Linked DNA regions of Pan troglodytes: region 2 is linked to region 1. Evidence: chromatin contacts called from public Hi-C data. All regions are on one chromosome and are shown on one strand. The core of a region is the stretch at or near the end of the contact, and the rest is flanking DNA. Distances in the headings are between cores, read along the strand shown.

Evidence for each region. Hi-C and Micro-C count contacts between places; a contact is called where the count stands out from the background.
Region 2: a contact with region 1 is called in a Hi-C map of stem cell-derived neural progenitor cells, with 3 times the contacts expected there. The contact joins two enhancer-like sites. A contact is called at or near these places in 1 of 7 Hi-C or Micro-C datasets (stem cell-derived neural progenitor cells), 1 of 1 datasets of contacts at active chromatin or transcription factors (stem cell-derived excitatory neurons) and 1 of 1 other capture datasets (stem cell-derived neural stem cells).

Annotation. Positions count from the first base shown.
Region 1 is chr21:60,057,504-60,060,255 of NHGRI_mPanTro3-v2.0_pri, reverse strand. No RefSeq gene overlaps it. Among named protein-coding and RNA genes, the nearest start is that of ZNF217, 150 kb to the right of the region's middle. Within about 2 kb of position 1,330, at least 7 of the 24 cell types and tissues checked have an H3K27ac peak or open chromatin away from gene starts, as enhancers often do. A contact at or near this core is called in stem cell-derived neural progenitor cells and stem cell-derived neural stem cells, where this site is marked.
Region 2 is chr21:60,204,168-60,206,943 of NHGRI_mPanTro3-v2.0_pri, reverse strand. No RefSeq gene overlaps it. Among named protein-coding and RNA genes, the nearest start is that of BCAS1, 160 kb to the left of the region's middle. Within about 2 kb of position 1,308, at least 16 of the 24 cell types and tissues checked have an H3K27ac peak or open chromatin away from gene starts, as enhancers often do. A contact at or near this core is called in stem cell-derived neural progenitor cells and stem cell-derived neural stem cells, where this site is marked.

The DNA of each region.
Region 1 (2,752 bases), core at 81-2,580:
CTTGGCCAACGTGGTGAAACCCCATCTCTACTAAAAATACAAAAATTAGCCAGGCATGGTGGTGGGTGCCTGTAATCCCAGCTACTTGGGAGGCTGAGGCAGGAGAATTGCTTGAACCCAGGAGGCGGAGGTTGCGGTGAACCGAGATTGTGCCATTGCACTCTAGTCTGGGTGACAAGAGCGAAAACTCTTGTCTTAAAAAAAAAAAGTCCGGGCGCAGTGGCTCACGCCTGTAATCCCAGCACTTTGGGAGGCCGAGGCGGGCGGATCACGAGGTCAGGAGATTGAGACCATCCTGGCTAACACAGTGAAACCCCGTATAAAAAATCAGCTGGGCGTGGTGGAGGGCGCCTGTAGTCCCAGCTACTCGGGAGGCTGGGGCAGGAGAACAGCATGAACCTGAGAGGCAGAGCTCGCAGTGAGCCGAGATTCCGCCACTGCACTCCAGCCTGGGCGACAGAGCAAGACTCCGTCTCAAAAAAAAAAATAAAATAAAATAAAATAAAAATTATAAAGCATTTAGTACAATGGCTAAAAAAAAAAAGTGCTTGATAAATTGATTGCTACTATTAGTGTTATGATTATTAGTGACACAGAATATAGCCAGCTATTTATTTATAGAAAGAGGTCCCAAACTTTATGTAACACAGAAATCTTCACTTTCCTTTTGTGTCTTTTTCTTCCCTCAAAGAAAAAAAAACAAATTTTTAGCCAAAACAAAAATGATGGAACAGCTCAGAGTTGGTACAATACAATTTACTTTTTAGGTTCTCATGTTTATACTGGGGAGATACTAGTGTATTTATCAATGCCTTAAGCAAAGAGAAGTGCAGCATAGACTAAGTGGCACCCTCATTTTCATTTTATATCTCTTTCTTCAGCCCACCCTCCTAATGATCGCGTGTATATTTTAGGTACATCTCTTCTGTATAAATCCTCCCACCCCCACTTTTTGTAAGCATGAAGATTAAGTGGACAAAGACAAATTCAATTAAGCTGTAAGCTTTGGTGACCAGCAGCTATTTTTCTTGAGAAACTGAATCCAAACATCTCAGGGGTGGGGACGAGCTTGCAATGCGCTTCTGAATGCAAAGGAGGCAGGACTTGAGCATAAATCACGCGACAAACTGAGCCCTCCTCTATTAATCTTTTCTTCAGAAAAAGACACTGTTTTAAGGGGAAATTAAAGGCAATCAATAAGCAGGCTCGCCTGCACGGCTTCTGAGCTCAAGATGCAAATATCATTCCAAATTCTGGATTCCAAAGAGACCCCTCCATTGATATGTTAATAGTCTCCTCGTGTTTCTATGACCTCAGATCCTGGCAGGGCATGAAGCCATACTTACAGGAAACAAAAGGAAAGCACGTTGTAGAACAAACATTTGCTAAGTGGACTTTGACTGTAAACCCCAACTTGTCATGTGCTAAAGGATGGAATTCTCCACGAGCCAGGGGCTGATGCCCTGAATGTTTAATATGTTTACATGTTTAAAGAGCTGCCATGACGTATTCTTTATCTGGTATCACCTGACATCTCGGCTTCATATTCATGGTGCACAAGACAGCAAAGGTTTTGGTGCTGTCATCCCAAATAAAGACAACTTTTGGCAATTGGAAATAAACAAAATTCAGTTGCCTACAAATCAAAGATGACTGCAACCAAATGTTGATTACCTGTTTATAAATTCACCAAGTCAACAGCAAATTCAGAGACTACTTATTTGGCACCGATTGTAGGCAAGATATTGGGCTAGGGCACTGCGGATACACAGATGAACATGTTTGACAAGAAGGTTATGTTTTTAGGGGCGGGTGGGCAATATACAATCTAAAAAATAACAATAAATTGGGTTTGGGTGAGTGCTATGAAGAATAAAACCAGATCGTGAAAAAGAGAATAACTAGGGGTGGGGAGGGGGTAGAGGGGGTCCTTCCTGAAAAAATCATGTAGGTACAGAAATTCAAGGAGGCCAGGCAGTAACAGGTAGTCTGCAGAGGTGACATTCCAGACACAGGGACAGTAAGTGCCAAGGTCCTGAGGTAGACAAGGGCTTGTGTTTGAGAATCAGAAAGCAGCCAATGTAGCTAACCTGTGGTGGATGAGATTGTGGCTTACCCTCAAGAAAGAGCCAGCTCCTACAGCATCATGAAGGTAGCAATACTTCATGAGAATCAAGTTCAATATTCAAAAAAAATAGCCAGGCACAGTGGCTCATGCCTGTAATCCCAGCACTTTGGGAGGCCAAGGCGGGAGGATCATTTGAGGTCAGGATTTCAAGACCAGCCTGGCCATCATGGTGAAACCCTGTCTCTACTAAAATTAGCTGGGCGTGGTGACACACTCCTGTAGTCCCAGCTACTCAGTAGGCTGAGGCAAGAGAATCACTTGAACCCTGGAGGAGGAGTTTGCAATGAGCCGAGATCGCGCCACTGCACTCCAGCCAGGGCAGACAGAGTGAGACTCTGTCTCAAAAATAAATAAATAAATAAATAAATAAATAAATAAACAAAGTTTTCCCATCAGTAAAGATGCATATCTCTTCTCTAATCCTGAACACTCTAAAAGAATCTCAAAGGTTGACCAAGCATATATTTTTGAAGAGTTTGAGGCAGGGCATGGTGGCTCACCCCTGTAATCTCAGCACTTTGGGAGGCCAAGGCGGGAGACTCACTTGAGATCAGGAATTAGAGGCCAGCCAGAGCAAGATCCCGTCTCTTCAAAAAATTCTTTAAAATTAGCCACGCATGGGGC
Region 2 (2,776 bases), core at 59-2,558, 150 kb before region 1:
GTGTGTTCCTGTGAATAGTAAGACCAGAGCTCTACCGTCTGATAGCCACTAGACATACGTGACTATTTAAATGTAAATTCAGAATAACAAAAATTAAATGAAGTTAAGAATTCATCCCCTCACAGTTGCGTAGCTGCATTTCAAGAGCCCAGTAGCCACATGTGGGTGGTGGTTACCATATAGGACAGGACAGGCCGGGCGCAGTGGCTTGCGCCTGTAATCCCGGCACTTTGGGAGGCTGAGGCAGGTGGATCACCTGAGGTCAGGAGTTTGAGACCATCCTGGCCAACACGGCGAAACCCTGTCTCTACTAAAAATACAAAAATTAGCCAGCCATGGTGGCGGGTGCCTGTAATCCCAGCTACTCGGGAGGTTGGGGTACGAGAATCGCTTGAACTTAAGAGTTGGAGGTTGCAGTGAGCCGAGATCGTGCCACTGCACTCCAGCCTGGGCAACAGAGAGAAAGGCTCTGTCTCAAAAATAAATAAATAAATAGATAGATAGGACAGGACAGATGCAAAACATTCATATCATCCTAGAAAGCTCTCTGTGCAGTGCTGGACTAGGTAGTCAGATTTGCCTGGGACACTCTGGACTATACCTGCTGTGTCCGCATCATCATCCATAGCACTCTGTTTCACTCTCAAAAATGTCCTGGTATTTCAGCTACCCTTCTACCCGCTGAGCCACACTCTTTGCTAGGACTTCCCTGAAACCCACGCCCTTTGTCTTGATGAATAAGTTGGCAGTGTCCAGCAGTCTCCCTGCTTTTTTTTTCTCCCCCCCCCTCCCCCCATTCCCTCTCACCTATCAAAAGCAACAATTTTAGGAACAGGAAAAAAAAAAAAATGCAAGTGAAGAAGTTGTCATTTCTCCCCAATTAAATGATTTCCTTGTCAGCGGTTTCAGTTTTGTTTTGTATTTCCCTTTGCCTAAAGCAGCTCTGATGGGCGCCCTTTGCCCTGAATCATGCCCACAGATCTCACAGGAAGGGGGCCGTCCCCGGCTTCTCCTGAGCCCTCCCGGCCACCCTCCCCTACTCCCAGCCTCCCCTTCCCGTCTTGCCCAGCAGAGGGCGTCTGAGTTTAATATTCTCAATAAAGAGCATGTACACGATCACTTGGGATTTTTTTTTCTTTCTTCCAGTGATACTTTTTCTTTGTGAGCAGCAACTGAGGTGCCAGATAATATAGGTCACCTGAAGGACAAGCCGTCAGAATTGGAGATCAGAGCCGCTCAGGCCGGCCGCCAGCTCGTTAGGGAACCGCACACTCAGCTCCCACCCAGCTCGGGACGCCCAGCGGGAGCTGCCCTTGCAAACACCAGCAGACACCATTTTGCAGAACTCTTAAGAAATGCGGGTTAAATGTGTTAGGTACAACGCATGCAGCCAAGACGGGCATGGAGAGCGAGAGGGCTGGCCCGGGGGGGAAGCAAACCTCCTGATGATGGGACTGCTCTTGCTGGGGGCTTTGTAAACAGCCTTGCATCTCACACCTCTGCCAGGCAACAAAATGGTGGTGGCTAGAAAAAATAAATAAATAAATAAACAACGCGGGGGTGGGGGGAAGGTGGCACCAGGTAGGTACCAGAGATGGACTTTTCTACAATTTTCTTGGGCTGTCTGTTACCAACAGTTATTCTCTCTCTTTTTCTTTCTTCCTTTCCTTCTCTGTCTCTTTCTCCACCCCCCTCCCTCTCTCTCTCTCTTCCCCCTCCCTCCCTCTCTCTTATTCTCCTTGTTACATTCTCTGCAGTAATCTTCCCCCTCCTACTGAAGGGGGCGGAAGACCCAGCTGATTTGACTCCAGCTCCCCCTCCTCAGCCTTGCAAATTCCTTATTGAGCATAATTTCTGATTTGTTTCTGTGTATCTTAAGGGGTGAGGTGCTGAGGCAAGTTAAGAGTTTGGGTTATCTTGTTTGCCTGTTTTGGTGCACTGAACATATTTACGAAATGAAAAAGCTCCTTTCTAAATGGGTGTTAACTGCTCTAAGATTCCCAGGAAACGTGTTGAAGGGACATCTAAATGGAAATTGTGCAGTATTACTCCATTGCACCTTTTAGGAAGAAAACAAGAATTGTGGCTACTCTGTTGGGCTCTGGTGGCAGTGTAGTAGTGAGTGATTTGTGTGACTGCGGCACATTCATTTTCCTTTTCTATTATAATCTCACCTTCCTTAAGGAATAAATGAGACCATACAGTAAAGGGCTAAGCAAAGTTGCATGACACAGCTTCGGTAGCAGCTGTTACTGTTTTATTATGTCTTTGCTTCAAGCTCTCTCCCTGGGCCTGGAGCTTAGCTTCTGCACACAAATGCTTGATGGAGAGAGCTCTGTGTTATCTGAATCCAGAAATTCTACAGCAGAGGTTTGGCTCCACCTCACCATTGATTTCCTTTCCGTGATTTTGTAAGTCATCACTTTGTAACTCAATTTCTCTCTGTATGAAACAAACGAGTATTTTTTTTACCACCCCTTCTGAGACTGTTGATAAAACACACTCGACAAACGTTTTACAGCACCCTTGTGAGGCACTAAGGAATGGGGAGAAATCTACACCTAACCACCACCACCACCAGGCATCCCAGTGTGCTCAGGGCAGCGCCAGTTTTTGCAGAAGTATTAATAGCCTCTCCTTTCACTCCCCCAAGCGTCTTCGATGGGATGGTTAGTTATAAGGTCACACTACAGAAAACATAACACCAGGCCTGGAGAAGTTCAGAATCAGGGTGAGAGAAAAGACTGGGAGGAGGAGGTGGGCACTGGAGACCAGA